Regions from separate parts of the Triticum aestivum genome. Here regions 2 and 3 are each linked to region 1. A link is a contact called in public Hi-C data. All regions are on one chromosome and are shown on one strand. The core of a region is the stretch at or near the end of the contact, and the rest is flanking DNA. Distances in the headings are between cores, read along the strand shown.

Region 1 (4,631 bases), core at 78-2,577:
CATTGAGGTAGCCGAGTGTTGTTGAAACTCGAAAACAACCAATCGCTGAGGAGTTCCGAATGAATTCACAAGTTTTTGCACCAACGTTGTACAATTTGCAGTTAAAAAAACGTATTCAGTTTGACATGCCAAACAAACACAATACAACTTTGATATGCTTAAACATGATTTATTTTCCTACTTTATTCTACGGTGGGTTATTTTCTTGGAGAGTACACCGGAGAGTTGGCAGTCTTCTCATTCATAGAGGAAGAAGGAAAAATCAATCTCTCTGTACAGTAGTGATCTAAACGCTTTTATCTTTCTTTACGGAGGGAGTACCTTGTAAAAAAAACAGAGGAAGAAAAATATAGCCTATGAAAAAAATACCTCAACTCATGACTAACCACGTTTACTACGCACCGTTTTTCTGCTCTTGCCGTGCAGTTTGCCCCAGAGGAGAGGCAGCCACAAGCTCACAACTGAAGTAGTGAAAAGTCTGTGGTGCACCGAGCTGAGCTAGAGATGGCAAGAGCCACATATTCCTTCCGAAAGGAAGCAAGAAACACATGCCACTTGCGCGTCGAGAATCCCTGGCTGGAACAACCCGGGGATACGGTTGCCTGGGCCATTTTGGAAGCAACCGCTGGAGCTGAGCCAAGGGCGTTAACCGCAACGAGCCACCCCTGCTGCAGCTAAAAGAGAAAACTACACTAGAGTCTACAGAAGGTAACCGAGCTTTCACGGACCCGTGGTGGGGTCCAGGATGTTGCTATCATAGGTTTATTTCGATTCGAAAAGAACCACTGCCCCAAACCAAAATCATTTCAGTAATGGAGTAGTGAACATTTATGTTTGATTGATCTGGAGGGATATCTGGTGAGATGAGAAGGAAATTAGCCAATCAATTGGCACTGCCGATAATAATGGAGTAAATCATGGGCAGCGATCGAAGTAGTTAATGCCAGTACCAAACTATACTGCTAAACAAAACCAGGGGAGGTGAGGGGAGGCGGGAGAAAGAGAGTGCATGTCGACTCGGGGGGGTCAAACCAAAGAAGCCACCACGAGGCCGCCGCGTCGCCCCGCTCCTGCAGAAGGAAAAGGAGGGATCGCGCTTGCCGAAGGAAAAGAAGCGAAGCGAAGCGAACCGGTGACGCGACCCGGTTTGTTTTACCGCGCGTATTTTGGCCTTTTGGGCCCACGGGGCGGGAGTAGCTCTTGTTCAGTTAGCTGCGCTGTGCGTGCGTGCGTGCCGGTGCTCGTAGTCCTCGTGGGCTCGGGTCGCGTAGCGTACCCTGCCATCCGCGTCCCTATCCACCCGCCCCGCCCCGTCCCCATCTCCGCCCCGACCCTTCCTGGTGTTTGCATCGCCCTCGCGAGCCTCGCCTTCTCCCCCCAGCCCAGCCGAGCCGCACCGTCTTCTTCCTCCTACCCCTCCCACGCCCAGCCCTACCCCACCCTACCTCCCCCTTTCCGCAAGGGCCAGATAGGATTTGGTAAGGTTCTTCCTGCCGCCGCAGAAATCCGCAAGGAAACCGGCACTTGGGGGCCAAGCAACCAACGAAGGGAAACACAACCCAACTCGACTCGGTTTCCTCGATTCGTTTCGGCCCGATTCGTTTTCTGCTCGCTCGCCCCGTTCGTCGATTTGATTTTTTTGGCGAATTTCGCTTTCACGATCGGCGGATTCCGGGGGGCATCGGATTCGCGATCGGGGGCTGGGATTAGATTCTCGGCCGCGGCGTAGTAATAATTTCGCAAGGAACCCGCCCGAGGTAATCGGCGGAGCATCGGTTCTTCTAGTAGTGCTAGCTGTTTGTTCCCGTCTGTCGGGGTCGCGATCTCGGGGGCGATGGCCGACGACGGGCTCGACCGGTGGCGCGGCTTCTTCCGGGGCGCCGGCGTCAGCATCTGCGAGACCATCGAGAAGGCCATCCTCGTCGCCGCCGCCGACGAGCCGCAGGAGTTCCTGCGCCGCCGCGACCGCATAGCCGAGCGCCTCTTCAACGCGCTCCTCGCCCGCCCCTCCTGCCACGGCTGCACCGCCAGCACCGGCTCCGTCCCCCCCGCCACGCCCGCCGTCGCGGAGGACAAGGGCAGCGTGCGCCGCGTCCCCGAGAAGGAGTCCAAGGTCGATAGCAGCAGCCTCGGCGCGCCCGGGGGTGGGGCGCTCGGCGGCGGCATCAGCGAGGATGAAGACTCCGACTCGGAGGACGACGAGCGCCTCCGCCGCGCCGCCGCCAGCAACTACGGCCACAACTATGATGACGACAACGACGACGAGGAGGAGGAGGAGGAGCAGGACGCGGCCGCACCGGCGGAGGAGGACCACCACGCTGAAGACGACGACCCGGAGGCTGAGGAGCTGGAGGCCCTCACCAACGAGATCGATGAGGAGTCGCAGATCGTTGGGGAGGTCCTCCGCATCAAGGAGCTCCTCCTGCACAAGCAAGACCATGTATGGACTCCTATCTGTGTTCATTGCCAAACCTGTTATTTGTCTACTCCAGTGAGCACTTAGCATTGATTCTGAACTAAAACACAAACGGTGTCTTGCAGTCGGATGCTACTCTGTTCGACTCACTTAGGAGGCTGCAGCTGATGCAATTGTCCGTCTCCACGCTTAGGGTACCTATTTTGCATACCACATATGAGATATCTGGTTTTGTTGCTATTTGGTTTGCTTATCTTTGGGGCTGTTCATCGTAGGCTACTGAGATTGGGAGGGCTGTTAATGGCCTTCGGAAGCACAGCTCGCAGCAGATTCGTCACCTCGCGCTGGCTCTCATTCAGTAAGCTTCATGAACTTTTATCTAGTTTGGCTTTATAGAACTAGTTCATGCTTGAATTTGAAGAGTTCAGTGAGGCAAATTACTTCTCTCATGTTCTGATTTTTTTTTTGACTAGTACCAGTCCATCTGCACTGCTACATAGTCACCATTTACCTTTGTTCACCATCCCAAAGAAAAATGAGAAAATTACCTTGTTAGCATGAGTCCAAAGCAATCTTGTAAACTATTGTTGACATCTTCAGTTACCTTTTGTGTTTCCAGGGATTGGAAAATTTTGGTTGATGAGTGGGTCAGTACTACCAACGTTGCCCTTGCAGGTAAAGGATCTGAATTTGTTCAATGTTACATTATTTCATCCATCAGTTTCAGAGTTAATTCTGAGTGAATGAATGCTCAGTTGCAAGCCTCTTAGCTTACTATATTATTGCTGCTTTTACCTGTAGACAACTCCCCAGGAACTTCAAACCCTTCTGTTGTGGATGATGATGATGAAGAAGAAGGCCTTCCTTCTCCACCTTTGGATGAAGGAGCATTCTTTGCACCTGAGACTACTGCCATTCAACTCTCTGAGGTACTAATATATCCACTCTTGCTATCTGAATTGTTTTAGTGCTGAACAATAAGCTAATTAACTTCCATTGTTACTTTGCCTGTTCGCCTTTGCAACCTGAAGTTCTTTGACGAAATGGATGAAGATGGAAGTGAGTACAACCACCCAAATTGCTTAGTTTTCCCTTGCTATGCTAGCACTCCATAGATTGTGTGATAACTAACATTATATTATGACAGACTTGAGACACAACAATGATGCTCGCATTGGAAACAAGAGGGAAAACAATGGCAGGAGGCCTGCAAACCATTCAACTGTGTCAAAACCAGAACTTACTCGACCTGTTGGAACTGTTGAAAGAGATCAGTTCCGGAGGCCAGAATTGACAAGGCAAGAACCACCAATGAGGCATACAAACCAGCAAAGACCTCAAGGTTCAAATTTGCAAGCCAAGCCCCAAGGCATGCTCAACAAGCAATCCAGGCCCCTGAGTTCTGATTCTGGATCTATGAGACCAATGAAGGCAGCTACTCAACAGAAGCCCATCGGTGAGATGAAGTACAAACAGACCCAGGAACACTTCGGTGTCGAAAGAAAACCTACAATGGGTCATGTGGATGTAAGTATCACATGTTACTGAGACTTAAGCTATGATGATGCTTAAGATCTCGTGACTTATATCTATCCTTTGACTCCAGAAATCAAGGCTTCGTGCACAGCCTTCATCAGGAGTCAGGTTAGAGTCGGCAAGGCCAAAGACCCAGGATGGCTTGGAAAGCAACGTAAGGTTGGAAGCAGCCAAGCGTAGGCTCCAGGAACGTTACCAAGAAGCTGAAAATGGTTCGTGTTGTCTTTCTATCGCAATATTTTCTTTCTTCACATCTATGATCTTGTGGTTTACCTAACTGTACTCTTCCATCGGCCACAGCTAAGAAGCAGCGCACGATACAAGTAATGGAGCTGGGGGACATACCAAAGCCTAAGAGTAACACCAGGCAACCTATGGTGAAGTCAAGGAATAACATTAGAAGTAGGGTACTCGGCCGGCGCTGATTCTTCTGTGATGTTTTTCCTCACTTGATGAATTTGTCGCCATGTCAAGCTGGTCCAAAAGGAAGCAGCTGAACTTGGTTGCCAGGACCAAAACCATATTTTTGAACATAAACACCTTCTTCACCTCTGATGGAGAGTTATCCTTGAAGTTGCGAGAGTCGCGCTGGATGCAATAAGTTAAGCCTTTGCTTTGCATGCATTCTCCGCTCTTGCGTTGGGAGCTCGGGAGAGTTTAGTCATGTCTTGATAATCTG
Region 2 (4,264 bases), core at 1,735-4,234, 140 kb before region 1:
TGAATTCTGACACAGATGGTGCTTCGACAACCAGATGCAACTTCAATCTTTCTCCATTTATTGCTTCTCTTTCAGATGTTGAGACTATTAGGTTTCATGGACACATCCTTGAGGTAAGAAACTGTGATGGCAAAGTTTTCGCTTAGTGCTTATTATTTCACTGTTTCTTATTAAGTTTGGGGGCCTATTGCCATTTCAGTGCGTAGAACATGAATTTCTGATTCTCAAGCAGCCAAAATTATTCAACCGGCTGACAGAGATAAGCCTGGAGATCAATCTCGGTGATCTCAAGGAAGCAAATTTTGCCTTGTGCTTATTTCAGCATGCCCCCAACCTGCGATTTGTCAAACTAAAGGTACAGAAGATGAAATCTTCGACTTGCTACATATCATAAATTTCCATTGGACCGTTGCTCAATTTACAGTCTGTACTTTGCAGCTCATTTCCAGGAATTCCGTGGTACCAACAGTGCATTTCTGGGAATCAATAGACCGTGATGTCTGTCTCTTCCAGAACGTTGAAGTACTTGGTTTGTTCGACTTTACTGGCTCCTCTGCGGAGCTAAGCTTCTTGAAACTTTTACTTGAAGATGCACCAGTGTTAAGAAAAGTGGGAATAATCGACAAGGGATTGCACAGAAATGTCCTAAAATATCTCCTGAAGCTGAGAAGAGCATCAAGGGATGCAGAAATATTGATTCTTTGAGGCTTGCTTCCCCCACTCGAAGAAGGTGCAGACTATGTTTTTCTATTGAAGGGAAAATATTTATATTTCTTCACCTGTTCAGTTACTTACATTAAAGTAGGTTCAGTTTTCATAAGAATCTGTAGAAGAATTGCAGATGTTCAATTTGGAAATAGCAGTACCACCTTCAGACTTGGCATGTCACTTACATTTCCTCTACCATTTTGGGTCATATCTGAAATTTAGTGCTATGGCTTGATCAGTCAATTTCAGTTTCCTTAGTTGTCTTTGAGATAACATGCAAAGGAGAATTCTGAGCATGAACGTGTTTGTAAAAGATGAACATATTGACTAATTGTTTATCTTACACTCCAGTTCAGTATTATGAATACGGTTTTGGTCTTGGGCAGGTCAACTCCGCCACCCTAATGTTTTATCTCTACTCTGTTTCCATGGATAGGATCAAGTCCAATCTCTGAAGGAACAAGTCAAGGCCATTGGGAGGAACGGTATCAAGCTTGTGTTGGGAACCTCTAACGACTCTACTGCTCTCGTTTGGTGCGATCTTGTAAGGCACAAGCTCTGAAGTTTAGGGTGTACAAGCATAAGTTATCCCCATAATTTTTTTTTGAACGAGCTTATCCCCATAATTTGATGTTGAAGTTACCCCGTGTTCCTGTGGAAAACAGTGTTGCCTCAGGAGTTGCTTACTTGTTGTGTCAAAGTTCAGAAATAAAATGTTTGGCAGTTCATATTGATCTGCGAAAACGTCTTACATTTAGTACCAGAGGGTGTACTTTACTAGCTCGCGGTCGTTCTGTTTTCAACTGTTTGCGCCATTTGAGAATGCAGAAATTTCCACCTGACGCACCACTATCTCTTTTTTTGACCGCCTTGGGTCGTACTAGAAGTTCTTCAGTCGGGTGTCATCTGTCAAGTTCAGTTTGTTTACATTGGGTCTGCGGTAATGAGCAAAAGGAGGACCATCTGCTTAACCCGAGATATTTTTTACCTAACCTATTTGACCTGACTATTTTTGCACGCCTTATAACGCGTAGTGAATTATAGCGTGCGCTTTGATCTACTCCCTCCGTCCGAAAATAATTGTCATCAAAATGAATGAAAATGGATGTATCTAGAACTAAAATACATCTAGATACATCTATTTCAATGACAAGTATTTCCGGACGGAGGAAGTACATAAGTTCGACTCATTGACTCCAGTTGTTTGTCTTAAGAGTTCAGAAGGTCAGCTTTGCTAATTGTTGCAGTCAACTTTGCTGCCCTTAAAATAAAACTGTTTTCTCAAGGATAGGATCGAGTCCAGTCTCCAAAGCAACAAGACGAGACTTGGCAACAGTCAGCAAACCGCGGTTGGAACTTGGATGTCCCCACTTCTATGGTTCAGTGTGATCTCGTAAGGCATGAGCTGTAAACCTTAAGCACTACTGTTTGCTACAGAAGTGCAAAGCATTGACAGAATCAAGTTGATTTCTGTACACACAAAAAAACATTATAGTGCCATATTAGAGTTTTTTTTTTTGAGGAAATAGTACCATATTAGCGTTTTTTGGTTGTTGTGATAATTATTTCAACCTGTAGTACTACTTGTTTGTACAGCAGGAAATGTTCCAAGTGGAATGGGCAAAAAAATTTGCATTTCAAGCTGACCAACGCATGATTGGCAAACACTGTATTAATAGTTGGTAAAGGAAGATAGCTTATGGTTATGAGCAGTTGGTTGAGTAGTTAATTGTCATGATGAGTCGTCTTTTTAGAAGCGGTTAGCGAAATCGTGATAAAATAATTCTGCGGGCGCCGGGTCCTGAGACCAAGTGCGTGAAGAAATGACGTGGGTGTGTAGTAGACATTGTCGGCTGCCAGATTGGAAACTAGTCGTTCCAAATTGGAGACAAGACCGAGTAGGTGTCAATCTGCTTGCCCCAGAAAACAATAGTAGATGTCAATTTTATCCTACAGCAACCAGCTGCCCGTGATAGCTCCAGGAAGTACTATCTTCAGCAGTTCAGCTGTTCAGATTGGCATGCGAAAAAATACTGCAGAAATCACTGTCAAAATTCAAGCAAACACTCTAGGTTGTTTGGAACCTTGGGTCAAGAGATGGGGCGTGGGAGGGAGTGAAGCTCATGAGAAATTCAAACCGCGACGAGATAAACATGGCGCTAAATTCGGTGTACTGCCACCGGGGGAAGAAGCTGCTGGGCATGCGAAGCTGTACTGGGCAAGCACTAGCAGCAGTACGCGTGTTCATGACCCTGCCGCCGTTCAGAGCAGTGGCAGCGTCCTCGTGCCTGAGGTCACCGCGCCGCGGTTTCGCGGGTTTGGCCTGGCCCGCGCGCGGGGGCGGAATCGAAAAGAGAGATCGAAAACCGTATCCCCCGCCGCCCGCGTACGCACGAGGCGCGGCACGACTCGCCCGCCCGGCGTCGCAACAAAATTTCCGCTCTTTCCCGCGTGCTTCGCCTCCGCTTTCCGGGCTCTCACGTGGCTGGGCCTGGCCTCCCTGGCCGTGGTCCACTCGTCGCCTCCCTGGCCCCTGCTGCTTCGTCCTCTTTCTGTACGAGTATACTTATTTTTTGTTTATCCTTTGGGCTACGAGCAGGTGAAACACATGCGCTCCCCCCTCTACACGGTTCTGCTGGTACTACTACGACGCATGTGTCCTGATCTGTGCAAGATTACTAACTGATAATCGGCGTTTGTTACACATGCCGCTCTTCGAGTTGGATTACGACATGATGTCGCCGTATGAGCGTAAGTGTGAGCCTTGTGTGGCACTGGATTTTGGTCTGACTTTGCTTCTAGTTTTATGAAAGCGCTCCATAAGAACATGTTTCAATCTTGAAGAAAAGGAAGAGGGAGATGTTTGGTCCATATTCAAATCTTGGTCATATGAGTTTGGGCGTGCGGTTGCAGGAAGAGAGTTCGTGTGCTGCTTTACTTGACTTCACTGCTGGTTAGCTCACTCTGCCGCGAGCCTAGCAACCCATTTAGAGCCTCTTTGATTCACGGGATTTTCAAAACATAGGAATAGAAAAAAGATGTTTGGTCTGACTTTCCTTATAGTTTTATATGAAAGCGCTCAACACGAACATGTTTCCATCTTGAAAAAGGAACAAGGAAATGTTTGGTCCATAGTCAAATCTTGGGCGTGCGGTTGCAGCAAGAGATTTGGTGTGCTACTTTACCCGACTTCACTGCTGGTTAGCTCACACTCTGCCGCGAGTCTACCAACCCATTTATCTGTCACCACAAACGATTTTGCCCTATTTCAAACAAAAAAAAATATTTTGCCCCGTCTCATTAGCTACAAAGGATTCAGATGTAAAAGAAATTTACTCCTTCCACCACATAATGTAAGACGTTTTTTGACGTTAGCGAAAAATCATGTCTGATTAATTAACGAAAAAAATAGGTACAATCACCCACGTGACGGTCACCACACACAAGCATCACCCGACCTGACACAAACTACATGATACAACACTGAGAAGAGAGCATTCGTTAGGGCAACTTTAAGGAGGACCTCTAAACTTCCCGCAACCGTTCAGACCGCAGA
Region 3 (4,413 bases), core at 485-2,984, 250 kb after region 1:
TTATTACAACCTGTTTCCATTATTTTAGTAAGCAAAATAGTTGTGCTAAAACATACAACTAGCTCCAGAATTTGAGTTACAAAATAACCCATAGCCACAAAAGGTTTCACTCGTAATTAAAATAGTCTGATATTTTTTAAATTATAAAGGGTATCTAATTGTTTAAGACACTACTTTAATCAATTTTGAGCACTTAAACATTTAATAAAACCTTGGTCTCTTCACCAATAATACTTATGAATTGTTTGTACATTTTAGTTTTGGCATTTGAAAACTTCTGTTTTTGGACTTTAATTTAAATTTAAATTCGAACCGATTTGAATATAAGCGAGATTAGCAACAGTAACAGTGGTGATGTGGCCTCATTCACAAAGGATTATTGTAGCTTAATTACTCGCGCATTACATTCCGTCTCCGCTTCCATGCTTCCCTCGCGGATTGTGTAGCTGTTCCTTGGCGCTCGCACTCCTCCTCGACATCCGTGAAGTTTCGACAATACCTATGCATACACACGAGAGGGAGTGTCAAGTAGTATACCATCCTCGAAGGGGTCGAGTGAGCACCAGTAAAGGAGATGATTCGCCTCTTTGTATGTGAAGTAGATGCCGCACGTGTCACTTGTCAAACGGACTCTTGACATGATGATGTATGTAGGACGCTCCGCGTCAGATACTATCTGGTTGACGGTATTTATCCTCCTTGGCTACCTATGTGAACAACATTTCTAACCCAGTTGGTCAGAAAAAGTCTTACTTTGCCCAAAGACAAGAAGCGGTTAGAAAGAATGGTGAGAGGGCTTTTGGAGTTCTGCAGGCACGTTTTGAAGTTGCTTGTGGACCCGCTAAACAATGGGATCCGATGACGTTGTGGAAGGTGATGACCTATTGTGTGATCATGCACAACATGATCGCGGAGGATGAGGTTGAGAATGTAGCCACGGGTCTTGAATTTGAATATATGGGTGATCCTATCGAACTTCCCAATCAAAATCCGGCCACATTTAAAAAGTTTGGTCAAATGCATCAATAGATTTGGCATCAAGCAACTCACGAGCAATGGAGGAAGATCTGATTGAGCATCTGTGAGCGATCAAGGGGCCAAGGGGACAATATTGTTGGAGTGTACTTTTATAATTAGAACTACGGTTGAATTTGAACTATTTTAGACTATGTACGTGGCTATTTTAACATACAGACTTTGAAAAAATGGAAGTCGGCTATATGCTGGCAGTATTAGATGGTCGGTTTCTGCATTGGTATCCACTGATTGGTCATTCTGTTAGCAGACGGATACCGAAGAAAATTTGCAGATCAATGTTGGAAATGCCATTAGAAGTTTATTGATTTCTGTCTGTGTGGTCGTGCGGGTTCATGCTTCAGTGTTTTCGTTCGGTTATTCATCGATCGACCGGGCAATTATTTTTGTTTAATTGACGAGTTTAGATCCCTTGCAAACGCCGAGACGTGCGTGCCGTGCAGCAGGACCGTACTAGTAGCCTGTAGCCAGGCCCAGCGGAGGCCGCCCCGTGGCCGCTTCCTGGACCCGGTCAGCTAGCCAGCTAGCTAGTCGGGCGCCCGAATCCAAATCCAAATCGCAATGTGAACGCGGCAAGCCGACTTGCGGCTCGGTCTGGGGTACATGTTTTTTGGGTGCGCTGCCGGTGGTCTACCCGCGCTGTGCCACTGCCCACGTCCGCCACCTGGTTGGTTTGGTTGCCTCTACGACTTGTCATCCCTGTGCATCTCCCCTATCCGTCCGTCCTTCTCTGTATTCTTCGGGTCGCTCTCCACTCTCCTCTCATGGTGGTAGGTGAGGTGACACACCATGCGAGAGAGCTTGTTTGCGACGACGGGACACCTAATGCATAGCTTAGCATAAGTAGGTGACGGCTGGACCGAGCCTCTGATTCGAGATATCTACGGCCACTGGCCAGACAGAATTGTCCGAGTTTAGTTGCGTCAGGTTCAGGTAGACGTAATATGTGCAACTAGTACTGCATAGTATCTCTGTATCTGAATATCTGATGCCTCTGATTCTGAAGTCTGAACCAAAGGGAAGACCATGGTAGAAGATGGCATGGACGGCCCGGCCCTGCCCCCCATGCGTACAAGAGTGATGAGTAGGACGAGTGGCTAGAGCACTGAACTGTGAAAGCAAGCTTTTTCCCACGTGACCGCCATTGTCCAAATCGCATTTCACAACTCGCAATTAGCTTTCGCCCCGACAGTGACCCTTTTTGCTTGGGACGAGTAGTGCTACTAGCTTTGCACAGAAGAAAGAAAAATTACTAGGTTTGTAGTCCACTCGGCCTTTTTTTTTGGGGGGGGGGGGGGGGGGGGGGGGGTAGTCGACTCAACCAATCAAAAAAGCTAATTGCGAGTTTTTCAAGTTCCTAGGCCCCAAGCTAGTGGCGATAATTGTGTGGACGGAGGAGGGGGAGGAGGTTGTTGGGCGACGCCTCTTTTTTTTTAGAAAAGGAGGATGATCCCCGACCTCTGCATCTGGTAGATGCATACGGTCATTTTATTGATTATTCTCGAGGACCTTACAAAGTTTTACAACAATAAGCCTGAATCCACCATCTTGGCAACACATGCCACTACTCCTATCCAAAGTGATGAAGGGGTGTTAGCTGGGCCACTACTCAAACCACTCACCTAAGTCTAACATCAAAAAGCCGGAAACCGAAACATATTCGGAAGCCCCAGCCGAGCCACATACCGGGTCTGGGGCACAATCCGGTCAGACGCACTCGTGTGTCGTCGCCACCATCTTCCGCAGGTCCGTCTTCAGATCATATTGAGGCTTCTACCTTGTCTGGCCACTCTGCCATCGACGTCACCATGACGCCAGACAACAACCTCCTCCTGCGCGAGTCCATCTCCGTGCATCGGGCGGCGAGCCTCCACAGCGCCATGCCGCCGATCCTCGCCGCCATCAATGAATGAGATGAAGTACCGCTCCACCACGGCATGTACAGGGTGAGGAAGGGCGAGGTCCCCATCGGAGACACGGCCGGAAGGGCCGCCACCAGGAACCAGACAAGCTCGCAATACACACCCAGCATCCCCATGCCCAAGTCGGGGCCTTCAAGAAGGTGACGACGCTGTGGCGCCGCCGCCGCTTAGCCACCGGGGCTAGGGTTTTCACCCGGGCGCAGGGGAAGGGGGAGGCAGGGGATGTTTAGCCTCGGCGCCGCCACCAAGGAGGGAATGGCGTCCGGGACGCCATCGACGCCGTGACCGCCACCGGCGGCCAAGGGTTTCCCCCGGCCAAGCACCCTGCCGCCACCTCCGAGCCAGCCACCACATCCGCCGGCGCTAGTACGCCGGAGATCCAGGCCGGCCGGAGGTCATGCATCACGAGCGGACCAGGATCACCTCCGATCTGACCCGGGGAGCCCGGGGCCTCCAAGCGCCAAGACCTGCGCCCACCGGGACCTCGCTGCCCGCGCAGCCGAGGGGAACCAGCCTACCTCACCGACGAACACTCCCGCCGCCGGGGAGCGCCGTCCGCACCAGCGAGGCCGCCGCCTCAGATCCGGACACCACCGAAAGGGAGCGGTCCCCGCCGCCACCATCCCGGGGCATCCCCGCAGCCGTGGCCGCGCCCAACCCCATCGACGCGCAGCCAAGGGCACGCGCACCAGGCGTTGGACGAGCACGCAGCCAGGCGCACAGATCCCAGGCTCCAGAGGGCGCCGGCGGATCTCCCCTCTCGACGCGCCAGACTGGCCAGGGATAGCGCCCTGCCGCTGCCTTCCTCGGGGCCGGCCCGGGCTTCGCCGGCGGACGCCCTCTGGCGGCGGCGAGACAGGTGGGGAAGGGGGCGGGGACTGTGGCGGCGCTATGGTTTCTACCCCCGTGTCGCCAGAGCTAGGCGACGCGGGGGTCGCGGGGCGACGCCTCTTTCCTTCCTCCATTGCTTCTTTCACCCGTTCTGCTCGTTGGTGGTGTAAAAATGTACTACGAAAGACTAACCACAGTGGGAGTAACATAGGTAGTAACATCACACATATTTAAATAAAATAGATAATGTGGCAAGCAATAAAGAAAGAAAGAGAGGCATATGACAACATAGCTAGTTACTAATAGTATGAGTAACATCACACATATCAAGGCAAGATGAGTCTATAGCTTAATAAATAAAATGTTACGCATGCTAACACACATATATTACCCCCACTATAGAAATAGTAACATAAATTAGTAACATGGGCATGTAACTACTCTATGTTACTATCTATTATGGGTAGTCTAATCGGCTAGTATTGATACTGATCGGATCGTGGTTGGTGGCAGGTGGTGTTGGTGCTGGACCACGACACCGCCCCGTTTGTGACCTCGATCGATCCTCATGTCACATCCTCTCTTTCGCTTCCCATGAGGTCCTGATTAACTCAACTACTCGAGT

The links. A called contact is a pair of places that touch in the nucleus more often than the background predicts.
Region 2: a Hi-C map of leaf shows a contact between it and region 1, with 8 times the contacts expected there. The contact joins the enhancer-like site here to the promoter of LOC123132933 in region 1. A contact is called at or near these places in 2 of 5 Hi-C or Micro-C datasets (both in leaf) and 1 of 1 datasets of contacts at active chromatin or transcription factors (leaf).
Region 3: a Hi-C map of leaf shows a contact between it and region 1, with 5 times the contacts expected there. The contact joins the enhancer-like site here to the promoter of LOC123132933 in region 1. A contact is called at or near these places in 3 of 5 Hi-C or Micro-C datasets (all in leaf) and 1 of 1 datasets of contacts at active chromatin or transcription factors (leaf).

What each region holds. Positions count from the first base shown.
Region 1 is chr1B:480,319,703-480,324,333 of IWGSC CS RefSeq v2.1, reverse strand. It overlaps LOC123132933 (probable mediator of RNA polymerase II transcription subunit 26b), which reads left to right and starts at 1,327. Exons shown (of 9, transcript XM_044552549.1): 1 at 1,327-2,440; 2 at 2,542-2,610; 3 at 2,692-2,774; 4 at 3,036-3,091; 5 at 3,218-3,345; 6 at 3,448-3,475; 7 at 3,564-3,943; 8 at 4,023-4,164; 9 at 4,253-4,631. The coding sequence starts at 1,835. The coding sequence ends at 4,377.
Region 2 is chr1B:480,457,646-480,461,909 of IWGSC CS RefSeq v2.1, reverse strand. It overlaps LOC123132949 (F-box/FBD/LRR-repeat protein At1g13570), which reads left to right. Exons shown (of 7, transcript XM_044552672.1): 4 at 1-113; 5 at 200-355; 6 at 439-730; 7 at 1,145-1,465. The coding sequence ends at 705. Among protein-coding and RNA genes, the nearest start is that of LOC123132949, 5.9 kb to the left of the region's middle. Within about 2 kb of position 2,984, at least 8 of the 8 cell types and tissues checked have an H3K27ac peak or open chromatin away from gene starts, as enhancers often do. A contact at or near this core is called in leaf, where this site is marked.
Region 3 is chr1B:480,072,747-480,077,159 of IWGSC CS RefSeq v2.1, reverse strand. No RefSeq gene overlaps it. Among protein-coding and RNA genes, the nearest start is that of LOC123132917, 7.9 kb to the right of the region's middle. Within about 2 kb of position 1,734, at least 3 of the 8 cell types and tissues checked have an H3K27ac peak or open chromatin away from gene starts, as enhancers often do. A contact at or near this core is called in leaf, where this site is marked.